Linked DNA regions of Sus scrofa: region 1 is linked to region 2. Evidence: chromatin contacts called from public Hi-C data. All regions are on one chromosome and are shown on one strand. The core of a region is the stretch at or near the end of the contact, and the rest is flanking DNA. Distances in the headings are between cores, read along the strand shown. Region 1 holds the start of CHD1L (chromodomain-helicase-DNA-binding protein 1-like). Region 2 holds the start of PRKAB2 (protein kinase AMP-activated non-catalytic subunit beta 2).

Evidence for each region. Hi-C and Micro-C count contacts between places; a contact is called where the count stands out from the background.
Region 1: a contact with region 2 is called in a Hi-C map of liver, with 2.4 times the contacts expected there. The contact joins the promoter of CHD1L here to the promoter of PRKAB2 in region 2. A contact is called at or near these places in 1 of 5 promoter capture datasets (liver), 6 of 47 Hi-C or Micro-C datasets (heart right ventricle, liver and skeletal muscle) and 1 of 2 datasets of contacts at active chromatin or transcription factors (alveolar macrophages).

What each region holds. Positions count from the first base shown.
Region 1 is chr4:100,424,183-100,431,530 of Sscrofa11.1, forward strand. It overlaps CHD1L (chromodomain-helicase-DNA-binding protein 1-like), which reads right to left and starts at 1,546. Exons shown (of 24, transcript XM_013993372.2): 1 at 1,349-1,546. TRNAQ-CUG (a tRNA gene) reads left to right here and starts at 1,634; the gene lies at 1,634-1,705.
Region 2 is chr4:100,373,660-100,380,286 of Sscrofa11.1, forward strand. PRKAB2 (protein kinase AMP-activated non-catalytic subunit beta 2) reads left to right here and starts at 4,885. Exons shown (of 7, transcript NM_001243683.1): 1 at 4,885-5,066. The coding sequence starts at 4,911. The region is part of intron 2 of CHD1L (chromodomain-helicase-DNA-binding protein 1-like); the gene reads right to left.

The sequences.
Region 1 (7,348 bases), core at 296-2,795, 47 kb after region 2:
CCAGTTATAGTATCATTTGATATGTACTTATATTCATTTGTTCTACTTTTATTTTTCAGGTTTTTTTGTTTGGTTTGTCTTTTTTAAGGCTGCACCCGGGCATATGGAAGTTCCCAGGCTTGGGATCCAATCAGAGCTGCAGCTGCCGACCTACACCACAGCTCACAGCAACGCTGGATCCTTAGCCCACTGAGAAGGGCCTGGGATCCAACCCGTGCCCTCATGGATACTAGTCGGGTTGGTTACTGCTGAGCCACCATGGGGAACTTCTTATTTTTCAGTTTTCAGTTTAGCTTTTTCATCCTCTTTTGGAATATGTACAATAGTGACATGACTTTAAAAATGAAAATTGTATTACGATACACTTAGAAAAAAGCCCCTTCTGGAGTTCCCGTGGTGGCGCAGTGGTTAACGAATCCGACTAGGAACCATGAGGTTGCGGGTTCGATCCCTGCCCTTGCTCAGTGGGTTAAAGATCCGGCGTTGCCGTGAGCTGTGGTGTAGGTTGCAGACGCGGCTCGGATCCCGCGTTGCTGTGGCTCTGGCGTAGGCCAGTGGCTACAGCTCCGATTCGACCCCTAGCCTGGGAACCTCCATATGCCGCGAGAGCGGCCCAAGAAATGGCAAAAAGACAAAAAAAGAAAAAAGCCTCTTCTATCTCTTCATCTTAGACTGAGTATGGCCCAGGGTTGTCTGACTATTCTGGCAACTACTGCACCCCACTACTGTGCGCGGTACCCCACTATCCATCCACAAGGGGCCCATAAGGGGAACTTTTTCCCAATTGAAGCCCTAAAAGAGAATAATGCTGGCGGTTCAATGACGTCGGATTTGACCAACCAGCCAGGAGCTGCGCGGAACCCAAGTTTCCTAACTTCGGAGTCACCCCAGCCCCAGGACGGTATGGGGCGGGCAGAAGTCTCGCGCTGTCGGGGCCTCAAGCTCTGGCTGTGGACGCTGGGCTACTGTCTCCATCAAAGAACCCCCAGAAGGTCCTGACCTGAGAGGCACTCGGGCTTCTCTCGTTGATGGAAAATGTTCCTCACCTTCCGGTCAGACTGTGGCCGCTCTTCCCCACGGTCTGATAGCCTGTGCTGTGTACCGGGGCGGGAGAAGGGAAAGTGAAGAGGAGTGGTAGTGAAGGGGATGAAGGAAGCGGGAAGGAGGAGGAGGAGGACAGCATGGAACCCGGGGAGGAGAGAGGGGGATCGAGAACCGAGTGGGGGGACGAGAGAGGGGTCACCAGAAAGTCCCAGGGGCTGTTCTGAGGAAGTTCAGAGTTCTCAGGGCAGTGGGAAGAGGACAGTTACAAAGGAGAAAGGAATTTTTCTTCCGGCGGAAATCCTACCTCAGGGCAGAACATTCTAGAAATGCCGCAGAGCAGACAGACCTGGGGGAGGCCCGAAAGCCCTGCCCTGTCGCCGACCCCAATGGATTTCTTCTCATCCTCGAGGTTCAACTCTGAAGGGCGGCCGAGGGCGGGCGATGCCGGCCCCTCCCGGCGTGGTCGCGGAGGAAGCGGGCTGGGGGCGGCCGAGGAGCGCGCCGGGCGGGAGGCGGGGCCTGGGCCCGGCCCGGGCCCGCGGGGCTGCGTGGGGCCTGGCTCAGCAGCCGGACCCAGTGAACTATGGGCGGTTCCATGGTGTAATGGTGAGCACTCTGGACTCTGAATCCAGTGATCCGAGTGCGAGACTCGGTGGGACCTTGTCCTTGAGATGAGGTCCAGCTGTCTCTTTCTGCGCAGCCGGAATTCAGTCTCCTCCCCAGAAGAACTCGCGCTTCAAAGGTGCGCTGAGTGGACATGCTTTCCCTTCCTAGAGGGCCCCTCTGCCCGGCTTTCAGACTGCACGGTCTGGGTCCTGGGAAGGGGGCTCCGCGACACCCCCAACCCCACCTCCGGCTGGGGCCCTCCAGCTCCTGCCGCCGTAGGCCCATCGCAGCCGCGTTCCCAGGGTTTGGCCGCCTCCTGCTCAGGGGTCAGAGTCCCAGAAACTGGCAGACCACACGGACGTGGAGGGCAGGGGAAGTGGGACGAGCCCGGGGTGTTCTCGCTGGACCCGGCAGGCTCTGCCGGGCGCTGGCATCCAAGGCGCAGCTGTCAAGGGGCACAGCGACGGAGCCAGTGCCACCTGCTGGTCGGGTCACCCTGGGTCTCCCGGGTAAAACGTAGAGGCTGCGCCCACTGAATCCCGCACCGAGAGGGCGCTTCACACCGCGCGCCTTGTAACTGTACGGATGTCTTGTTTCTACACAGGTAGAAAATAGTGCAATGATGAAATAGCGTTTCTGAGCTCATTCTTGGGGTGGTGAGACTAACTTTCTGACTCATGGGTTCAAGCGGAAGGTTGGATGTATTTCATTTTATTTTCCTTTGTCCTTTCCTACGGTTACCAATAGAATCTCAAGCTTCTGAGTTCTGTTGAGACCACTAGGAGCCACAGTTGTCCTAAACTTTGTACTTGGGTCTGGGGTTGAAGAGTTTTAACTAGGGACCCACCCCCACCCCCACCCCCACCCCCGCCGCCGCCGCCCCGGGCGCGCCAGCTGGAAAGGCAGCTACTGTGCCTGTCAGCTGCTTTGCTTGCTGCACACCACCCTTCTTGTAATCTTGTAGCAACTTCGTGCCTTGGGGTCCTTGTTTCAGTTTCGTAGGCAGGAACACTGCTGCCTAAAGGGAGAGGTCCGGGGCTACCTGCATAGGAAAACCTCGAGGTCTGTATTGTGTAAAAGTTACCCAAAACAAGACTCGGTGCTCAGACTCTGGAGGTGACTCCTCTGAGCCTGCAAGGGTGCTGTTCTGTATCTTCTGGTGCCATTTGTATCTTTCGGCTGCCACAATTTCTTCAACAGGGTAATCTCCTTAAACCCTAAACCCTGCTCCCCAGAAAGCGATCCCTGCTTAGAGAGTCCTTGTCCTTAACCCACGGCAGCAAGGTCTGGGCTCCTAAGGAGGGGAAAGTGAGATGAGCCAGAGAAGCTTTGAGGGTCAAGTCCTGAACTCGCAAGGCTCCCCCTGCAACCTTCTGGATTCCGCTCCAAGAAGACACCACTGAAAAAGGTCATGACTTTTTCCTTCTATTCATAGAAAATTTTACTGGAAAGGTCTGAAGGCCCTTCTTACCTAAAGTGTCTTCTGCCACCAAAGAGCATCGATTCACCCAAGAATATTTTCTACCTAGAAAGCCTGAAGCTGCTCCACATTGATTTTCACTGCATTTCCTTTTGCTTTTTGTGGGGATACTGTAGGTTAGGTAAATCCTTTGTAATGTGTGGTGGCTAAATTAGGCACACTGTTGGTTTCCTTAAAGTTAACTGGCAGGTACCCCCTCCTCCCCACTCCCCCTTCTCTTCCCTTGCAGACTGTTTGCCTGCAGGGCCTGAGGAAGTTCAGAACACACAAGTCAAGTTCTGCTGCTGGAGGTTCCATCATCAGTGATGTGCACATCCAGGAATTCGAGGTTTGTCCAGCAGACCATGTAAAGGAAGACTTCATGGAGGTGATCAACATGCTTCTCCACAGCAAGCCAGACAATTCTTCCCCTAATCCTTCATTCAGGTCCTCTACCTCCTCTCCTTAAGGAACATTTAGTCCTTATTTAATTTTTAGTTTTTAAATGAAATTTCAAGTTTGTAAGTAGGCCTTATCCCCTCTGTATCTGCCAATATCTCCAGCTGCCAATGCATTAGGCATCCTGGATCTCCATCATATTCCTACGTCGTGCCTGGAGTTTTTTCTCTGCCTCAGAGAGAAGACATCCCTTCCTTTCTCTAGCCCATCAAAACTGCCCTAGCTCAGACCAGTACAGGCCCCTCACTAGTCTTACCACCCGCCTCCTCCTCATATCTCTTTGGGAGAGGCAGAGTCCACTTTGCCTACAGACCCTCCTCTGTCTCCAAAGTTGCGGCTCTAGCACTTTGTTATATTCCATTATTAATTCTGGCAGGTTTTTGGGGGGTAGATTCCTTAGGATTTTCTACACACACAATTATGTCAAAGATAGGTTTTACTTTTCCTTATCTTTAAGGCTTTTACTTAATTTTCTTGCCTTAAGGCTTTGGCCAGACTTCTGATGCAATGTCAGAAAGAAGTGATGAGAACTACTATCTTTTCCTTTTCTCCAGTGTTCGGAAGATGGTGTTCAGGCTTTCACCATTAGATATAAAGTTAGCTGTAGGCTGTTCATAGATGCCCTTCATCAGATTAAGGTATTTTCCTTCTATTTCTAATTTACGTAGAACTTTGAACATGAGTGGGTGTTGAATTTTGTGAAATATTATTTTTTCCATTTATTAGAATGATCAAGAATTTTTAACCTTAATTTTCTTTCTTTTTTCTTTTTTTTTTTTTTTTTTTTGTCTTTGCTATTTCTTGGGCCACTCCCGCAGCATATGAAGGTTCCCAGGCTAGGGGTCGAATCGGAGCTGGAGCCACTAGCCTACGCCAGAGCCACAGCAACTCGGGATCCGAGCCGCGTCTGCAACCTACGCCACAGCTCACGGCAACACCGGATCCTTAACCCACTGAGCAAGGGCAGGGACCGAACCCGCAACCTCATGGTTCCTAGTCGGATTCGTTAACCACTGCGCCACGACGGGAACTCCTTAATTTTCTTAATGTTATTAATTACATGTTACTATTCTATTGTTAAAAGTAATGTTACATTCCTAAGATACACCCGACTTGGTCTCGATGTATTATCCTTTCTATACATTATTAGTTTTAGCTTGCTAATAACTTGTGGTGGTTTTTGTATCTGTGTTCATAATATTAATTTGTAATTTTCTTACCTTGAAATGTCCTTTTGCAGCTGTTTTGGAACGAGATCCTACTGGTCTCACAAATGAGTTTGGTAGTGTAATCTTCTCTTCCATATTATCTGACAGGCTTTGTGTTAAGATTGTTATTTTTTCTTCCTTAAATGTTTGATAGAATTCACCAGTGAAGGCATATGGGCCTAGAGTCTACTTTGTAAGAAGACAAAACTATGTATTCGATTACTTTCCCACATATAGACCTCTCCAGATTTTCCATTTCTTTGTGATTAACTTTGTAATTTCTTTTTCCAGACATTTGTACATCTAAGTTGCAAGGTTTATTCTCCTAAATGGTTTTCATAATATATCCTTACAATAGGATACAATAAGCAATATCTTATTGTAGTAGCTTAGGACCTGTGGTGATATCCTCCTTTATTTCCTGATACTGCTTATTTCTCTCTCTCTCTCCCTCCCTCCCCCTCTTTCTTAGTTTGTCTTGCTAAATTTATTAATTTTTTCAAAAACTTCTCTTCTGCTTCCGTTGTTTTCCTTTATTGTTTCAGCATTTTGTGTTTTATTTATTTCAGTTTCTACCTGTATTATTTCCTTCCTTCTACTTACTTTGGTTTATTTCCCTCTTCTTTTCCCAACTTCTCATGGTAGAAACAGAACATTGACTTTATTTTTCTAGTCTTTTCTTTTTCTTCTTCTTCTTCTTTTTTTTTTTTTTTTTTTTTTTTTTTTTGGTGGAAGTTCCCTGGCTAGGAATCAGACCCACACCAGAGCAGTGACCCAAGCCATAGCAATGGCAATGCCAGATCCTTAACTGCTAGGCTACCAGGGAACTCCCTAGTCCTCTGTTCTCTTCTAATGTAAATTTGCAGAGATAGAAACACTCCAAGGACTTCATATCAATTTTGATATGTTGCTTTTCATTTATCCCCCAGTTCCAAATAGTTTCTGATTGCCTTTGTAACTTTTTTAACCCCACAGATTTTTAAGAAATATATTACCTTATTTCAAAATATTTTGATATTTTAAGGATTTTTAAAAATTGTTAATTTATAGTATAAATCTGTTGTGGTCAAAGTATATACTCTGAATAAAATCTTTAAGAGGTTTTGAGATTCATCTCATGGTCTAGATGTAGTTTATTTTAGTGAATCTTCCATGTAAACCTGAAAATAATATATACTCAGTAGCTGTTAGGTATAATGTTCTATAGATCTCAGTATTTCAAACTTGCATAGCTTTTCAGGTTTTGTTCTCTTGGTCTTCTTGTTTCATCAGTTACATCAGGATGCACATTTAAAACTCTTAACTATGATTACAGATTTCCTTTAATTCTGTCCATTTGTCTTCATATAATTTGAAACTTTTGTACTAGATGCATGTACATTTAGGAATTTTTGAAGCACCGACCACTTTATAATATGAAATGTCCTTCTTTATCTCTATTAATGCTCCTTGTCTTTAAATCTATTTTGCCAGTATGGTATTTGGTACTGTATTTGGTTAAGTTGGAACTGTGTTCCCTAGAATCTCTTTGCCTATGCAGTTCTGAGTTCAGGTTGGCTCAAAAAGAAACGAGACAAAAGAAGAACTTGTGTGAGCTTTAGAAACAGTTACTCCCTGAGGACTGTCACTGTTAGATATGGTGATAGATGAAGACATGCTGGTGAATTCCAGCTTTCCCTTGCTGTCCTCCATTCTGTATCTAGATATTCCTGGTTGCTGGCCTACTGACCAATAGTAGCCCTGGGCCCATCACCAGACTTTTGGCTTCAGACTAAAAAAAGCAACAGCTTTCCGTATATTTCTATATCAGCTCTCTCCTTGCTGTCCCACTTTGGCAACTAGACAGACTTTCTTTCCAAGATTAACTCATTGGAGACTCTTCAGATCCTAAAACTCCACCTTTGGAGTTCCCTTGTGCCATAGCAGGTTAAGGATCCATTGTTGTCCCTGCAAGGGGTTTGACTTGCTGCTGTGGCACAGGTTCTATCCCTGGCCCAGAAACATCCACATGCCATGGGTGCAGTCAAAAACAAAAACAACAATAGCAACAACAACAACAACAACAAAAACCCTCTCCCTTTAAGATCTTCCCTTTCCCAACTCTTATTTTAATTCCTATAGTAAATAAAAACGGAGTTCCTGTCATAGCTCAGCGGAAATGAATCTGACTAGTATCCATGAGGATGCAGGTTCCATCTCTGGCCTCGCTCAGTGGGTTAAGGATCCGGCGTTGCCCTGAGCTGTGGTACAGGTCGAAGACATGGCTCAGATCCCGTGTTGCTGTGTCTGTGGTGTAGGCCAGCAGCTACAGCTCTGATTTGACCCCTAGCCTGAGAACCGTGAGTATGGCCCCAAAAAGACAAAAAAAAAAAAAAAAAAAAAGATTATCTGAGAAGTTTAATAAAATACATAAACTCATGTTGACTAGGAAAAGAAAAAGAAAGCACACAAATTACCAACATAAGAAATGACATGGGATATCCCTGCCGACATCTAAATTATAAGGACATTTTACAAACTACCCTACACATATAAATTCAACAACCTTAATGAAGTAGATTGATTTCTTGAA
Region 2 (6,627 bases), core at 3,635-6,134:
AACAATGATAGAAAATGAGGCAGAACAGGTGAGATGGAATTTCAGAGGAACTGATAGATGGTCCGATAGGAATTTATTGAAATGGGACTGCAGTTTAGACTAGAAGAGGGTAAGCAGGGAAGAATTTGAGAGCTTTCCCTGTGGATGTTATGGTGGCTCAAGGGTTTCCAGGCCTGCATTTATACTACCGCAGTGGGTATTCAGGAAGGTTTCACAAAGAGATGCACTAGTACCTGCCTTGTGGGGTTGCTGTGACGATTAAATAAACTCTTTCGTGTAAAACACTTAGTGCTTGTACAAAGTTGACCTTCACTAAAGGTTAAATACATATAAGGAAGGTATCACTTCTACATGGAATCTTGAAAAAAAAGTCAAATTCAGAGTCACATCAGGTAGAATGATGACTGCCAGGGGTCAGGAGGTAGGGGAAATGGGGAGATGTTGGTCGAAGGGTATAAACTTTCAGTTATACCTTCTGAGAATATAATGTACCGCATGGTTACTATAGTTAATAATACTGTGTTTGGAATAGTTGAAATTTGCTATGAGAGTTAAATCCAAAGCATTGTTCAACACACAAACACAAAGGATATGACGTGATGGTTGTGTTAATTAACTTGATTGTGGTTATCATTCACAGTGTTTACTTGTATCAGATCATCATGATGTAAACATGTACTTTTGTCAGTTATACCGCAATAAAGCTGGAACAAAGAACACAAATAGTATTTTTTTAAAACATAGTTTCCACAATGGTTGAATAGTCTCTTGTGTATAATCTTGTGTCTTTCCTCTTCCTAAGCCAATTTTTAAAACAGTATTTTTTTAATTGAGGTATAATTTTCATACAACAAAATCACCCTTTTTAGTGCACAGTACTGCAAAGTTTAACAGATGCTTAACACCATTACAATCAAGATACAGAAGTGTCCCAGAACTCCACCTGATTTCCTCATGCTGCTTTATAGTCAACCCTTCTTCCTACCCTCAACTCCTAGAAAGCACTGATCTGTTTTCTTACCCTATATCTTGCTTTTTCCAGAATGTCATGTAGATAAACCCTGGCTTGTGTGTGGGGGTGGGGTGGGGTGGGGGGTGGGGGTGTGTGTGTGTCTTTAGGGCCACACCAGAAGCATCTGGAAGTTTCCAGGCTAGGGGTCCAATCGGAGCTGTAGCCGCCAGCCTATGCCACAGCCACAGCAACACAAGAGCCTAGCCACGCCTTCGAACTACACCACAGCTCACCGCGACACTGCATCCTTAACCCACTGAGTGAGGCCAGGGATGGAACCTGTGTCCTCATAGATGCTATCAGGTTTGTTAACTGCTGAGCCACGAAGGGAACTCCATCTCTGGCTTCTTTCACTTTCCATAATCATTTGAGATTCCTCCATGTTGTGGGTAGCAAGAGGTTAATCCTTTTCACTGCTGAGCAGTATTCCAATTATGAATACTATAATAAACATAAATAATAAATACCATAACAAAAATGTATACCACTTTTTGTTTATATATTCACCCAGTGAAAGACACTTGTGTTGTCTCCACATTGGGGTGAATATGAGTCATGCCACCTACATTTTATATAAATAAACACTAATGGATACGTTTTTGTGTGAACCTGTTTCTTTTCTTTCTTTTTTTTTTTTTTTTTTTTTTTGCCTTTTTTAGGGCCGCTCCCACGGCACATGGAGGTTCCCAGGCTAAGGGGTCGAATCGGAGCTGTAGCCACCAGCCTGCACCAGAGCCACAGCAACGCGGGATCCGAGCTGCATCTGCAACCTACACCACAGCTCACGGCGATGCCAGATCCTTAACCCAATGAGCAAGGGCAGGGACCGAACCCGCAACCTCATGGTTCCTAGTCGGATTCGTTAACCACTGCGCCACGATGGGAACTCCCTGTGAGCCTGTTTTTATTTCACTTGAATAGCTAGGAGTGGGATTGCTAATCTCCATGTTAAGTGTAGGTTTAACTTCATTAAAAAGATCAGATTGTTTTGAAATGGAAATCACAGAGAGGTCATACTCATCCCTGATCACAAATGAAGATGGGACCTGGTGAGTGAAGGTGGAAAAGTAAACCTTCAGATGCCCAATCTAACCTGCCATCCAGTTCTGTAAAGTCAATATATTCCTCCCCGACTCCCTCATCCTCACCTCTCAGAGGGGGAGGACACCTCAGGTAAGGTGCATAAAAGCATATTGTGCTGTGAGGTCTCCCATGCTCTCTGTTATTTTCCTCAGTTTCTCAGGCAGAATGGCTGATTTGAGGAGACCAGTGGCAATAATATTTGAGATGCAGTAACATCAAGAGAACCCCCACCAATTATTTTGTCCATTGCCTCCTTCTTTTTCTCTGTGGAAGCAAAGATAGGACATTGGGGCAAGCCTAAAGAGAGAAATTATACTGATATTGCTTAAGAGAGCTTCTTTTGTTACCTAGTTATTCTTGAATATAAGAAAAAAACAAACTGGACCTGGGAGAAGCAATTAATCCCCCCGATTGTGTCTAAATACTTCTGTCCTAGGTCTAAAAAATCCAATATGCAGAGTTAACTTTTATTACTAACCGAGGACTGATTTACAAATGCTATTAGAACAGAACAGTGTCATGGATAATCTCCCAAGGCAAATAATCCAAAAAAATCATTTCTGCTTAGCTTTACAAAAAGTTTGTCTTCTTGGGAGTTCCCGTCGTGACTCAGTGAAAATGAATCTGACTAGCATCCATGAGGACGCAGGCTCGCTCCCTGGCCTCTCGCTCTTGGGTTAAGGGATCCAGCGTTGTCATGAGCTGTGGTGTAGGTCACAGATGTGGTTTGGATCTGGCATTGCTGTGGCTGTAGCTCCGATTCGAACCCTAGCCCGGGAACCTCCATATCCTATGGGTGTGGCCTTAAAAAGATGAAAATAAAGAGTTTAAGTTTTCCATTGGCTAATATAATACTTGGTTAGCTTTTCCAATATTGATTTGACTACTCTAAGGAAATACAAATGAGGGACATCTTATTTGGCATGGAGAAATCACCCTGGCATTAGAAAGCTGAAGAGTACACAAGGTAAGGTTTAATGTCTGTGTCCTTTGAGGGACTTGCTTCAGAGTCCTGGGGAAAGAATAAAAGGAATTGGGGGATGAAAAGGGGGTAAGATTATCCAAATAGGAGGTAACTAGTCAGTAAAGATTTTGCAGGAGTGAGCAAGAGGTTGCAGTTAAAAATTGCACCTGTTTCCTGTAAACTGTCTTTGGTTAAGAGCAAGAGAATAACTGAGTTTATTAGGGGCAGAGCAAACCAAAAGGGGAAACAGTGGATTTGCCGGACTTAAGTGGATGGGTTTTCAACTTAATATAAAAAATGGACTTTTCCACAAACAGAGCTGCTCATTCAGAAAGGTGGCCTTGTGTGACCTGCAGTTCCCCCTTGCCAGCTATGTTTAAGCCTAAGTGACATTGCCCTGTTAGACATGTAATAAATAGTATTCATGGAACTTTCATTCTGAAAATGTTTCTTAGTGAGTTTAGTCTGTTCACGGGACAAGCAAGACTATGACGAAGAATCAAACCTAGAGTTGCTCTCTGCCAGCTGTCAAAGCAGGGGTTCTTACACTTTAATGCACACACACATTCCCCTGGGGATCTTGTTTAAAATGCACATTCTGATCCTGTAGGATGAGGCCTCAGATTCAGGATGTCTAACAAGCTCCCAGGTGACGCCCATGCTGCTCCTCACTAGAACACAGGCTGAGTGACAAGAGCTTCCAGTAGGTCATGAAACATGCGTGCGTCTAATAACACAAAGGAAGAATGAGTAAATCCCATAGCAATCTCATTAACTATCACTCAAAACGTGAATGAGTCACAACCTGAGGCCTGTCGCTGCCCGTTTCTGCCTTAATGTTCTTTCTGATGTTTCCATTCTTTCTTGAATTTCATTTCTTCAGGGGTTGCTCATACCAAGTGCTGTTTCTTAGCCTTGCAGGGCTTTCTCCTTCTCCTTAGACGAAGTTTAACCATTTGTCAAGATTTATCTCCTCATCACTCCTCCTTCCCCGCGGCTCCAGTCCAGCTGACTGCTTCCCACAGCACTTAGCAATTACCACTACTTCCTCAGCCTTCTGTTGGAAGCCCGCTTTCTTGATTCCTGTAGAAACCCACCTCTCAGGGAAGCCCCCCAGAAAGACAACATAAGAAAGAAAGGCAAAGTCGCTCCTCTGGGTACGGAGCCCTGGAGTCACTCGGGGACCACCCCCTCCGGAGGGCAGGCCCTGGGGCTCAACCAACCGAGTCTCAGCACAGCCTCGCCAGTGAAGCGATCTCAGCCCTGCGTGCCGCGGACTGCGGAGCGGGCGCCCCCGCGTGGCCCTGGAGGCTGCGCGCCGCTGCCCACCATCGAGCCGGCGGTGGCTAGAGAGGCCGGCGGGCCCCGGGCGCCGCGGTGGTACGGCCACAGGGAGTGCGCGCTAGGCGGGCACCGCGCCGCTGGCCTCGTGGCCATTTTAGGAGGAACCGCGGCTCGCTAGCCCCGGGCGCGGCTTCAATTTCAATAACTTTATTGGTGGCTTCTCAGCGGAACAGCCATCGCACCATTGGCCTCGGGAGGAGGGAGAATTTACAGGAGGTGACTGGGCGGGGGCGGGCGCCCCTGGACTGTGAGCGCAGGGATGAGGGGGAGTTCCCGAAAGCGAGTTTCCTGAGCCGCCGGCAACCAGGGGGTTTGGGGGTTCCGGGCGCTTCTGGAGGCCGGGGAGGGGGAGGTTGTCCCCCGGGCACGGCCTCCCTGGGGCGGGGATTCCCTTGCCCGGGTCCCCAGGCACAGGGGCGGGGCCGGGGGTGCTCCTGACGCAGCCGCCGGGGTGTTCCTAGCCTTGTGTTCCGCACGGCAGGTGGCCCCCGACTCCGAGCTGCAGCCATGGGAAACACCGCCAGCGAGCGGGTGGCCGGGGAGCGCCACGGCGCCAAGGCTGCTCGCGCTGACGGCGCGGGCGGCCATGCCCCGGGCAAGGAGCATAAGATCATGGTGGGGAGCACCGACGACCCCAGCCTCTTCAGCCTGCCCGACTCCAAGGTGAGCGCTCCCACGCCCCCAGCGGGGGGCGAGGCTGCAGCAGGGTGGGTGTCGGGGCTCCTCCTCCGTTTGGGGATTTCTTTCTTATCACACTGACCTGAGTTATGGTTTTGGGAACTAAAGGCTCTCTCGGGGACTGCGATGTTGAATGATCATTCCTTTCGCCGCGCTGCCTCAAAATAGCCCGGAGGTGGAGTTCTTGTTAGGCGACTCCTCTGCTGGCCGCATTTTCGGATGAGGACAACAGACCTAACTCTTGGTTCTCCCAACAGACACGGGTACCCTTTGCTAGGGTATCGATGAATTTGTAGGTTGTGGGCCTTGGGGAGGGTGGATTACCTGAGGGCCACATTTAGGTGGCCGTTTCTCTCATCTGCCCTGAGGTGGGCAAATGAATTTCTGTTTCCTGACAGCTTCTCTGTCTGAGTATCATCTTTGCTCTTCTGAGAGCTCAGCATTTCAGATCCCTTTTCCCCTTTGGCATGGCTGTGAGTGGCAACCACGTGCTTATTTGAATAATTTCTCCTAGTGGGGGTCAACAAAGGACATCATTTGGTGGACTGCTCATTTTCATCTCATACTTTATAGTTATGGTGGCTGAGCTGCTTCTTTCTTCCAGCCGCTACTCAAGAGCCAGAGCAGGTTAATTCCAGAATTTCTCCACTTCCCAGTAGTACTTCATCATGTTACCACCGCTGAAAACGAACAATCCACAGCAGCCTTGAAGACCTTGTTCTCAATTCCAAGGACTTGTTTCAGGGAGGAGAAAACTTGTATTCACCCCACAAAAAGCAAAGTTGGAGCTGACAGCAATGTGATTACCACCTGAATGTTTCTAATCCCTTTTAGAGCTGCTGGCATTAAATACATTAATTCCTCCAGGTAGAATAAAATGAAGTAGAAAAACAGATTGAGCAGCTGGGGGGTCTGTTTGATGTTTCTTGTCACTTATCCCTTCCTACCAGTGTGGGGTTTTATTTTATTTACTTTCCTAAAGAGAGAATAATTTGCCAGGTTGATAGCGTGGGAAATATGGATTCTCCAGTTTATTTTTTCAAGTACCAACTGAGAACATAATCACAAAAAGAAGTGAAGATGTTTTCTCGGTGTTTCTCCTCCATTCCTTTCTTTTCCCACTTCGGGACTTCTTTCTCAACATTTGGGCTGTCTCTTCAGCCATCTGAACTTCTTCAAAATTCTTCAAAGCTTTCTTTCAAAGCTTTGTACCCACTTCCCTACATTGATGACTCAGGATCTAAGTAATGTATTATTTGTCAAATGGTGACTGCAGTAACTGGCATCCTGAATAAAAGCAGGTTGCTCTATTTGAAATGGAGTCTATTTGGATCATTCTTTCCCTTACCTCAGTCTTGCTATTCATGAAATAAGAAAATGGATTCAGATAATTCTTAAAGTCTCTTCAGAATCTAAGATTTTATACTCAATGTGCTCTCTTTATTTCTTCCCTAAATGTTTCACTTAAACATTTTTCAATTGTAGTTGTAATTATTTTGCCACTTTTCCTGAAGATTTTGCTGACTATTGAACTTGGAGTAAACAA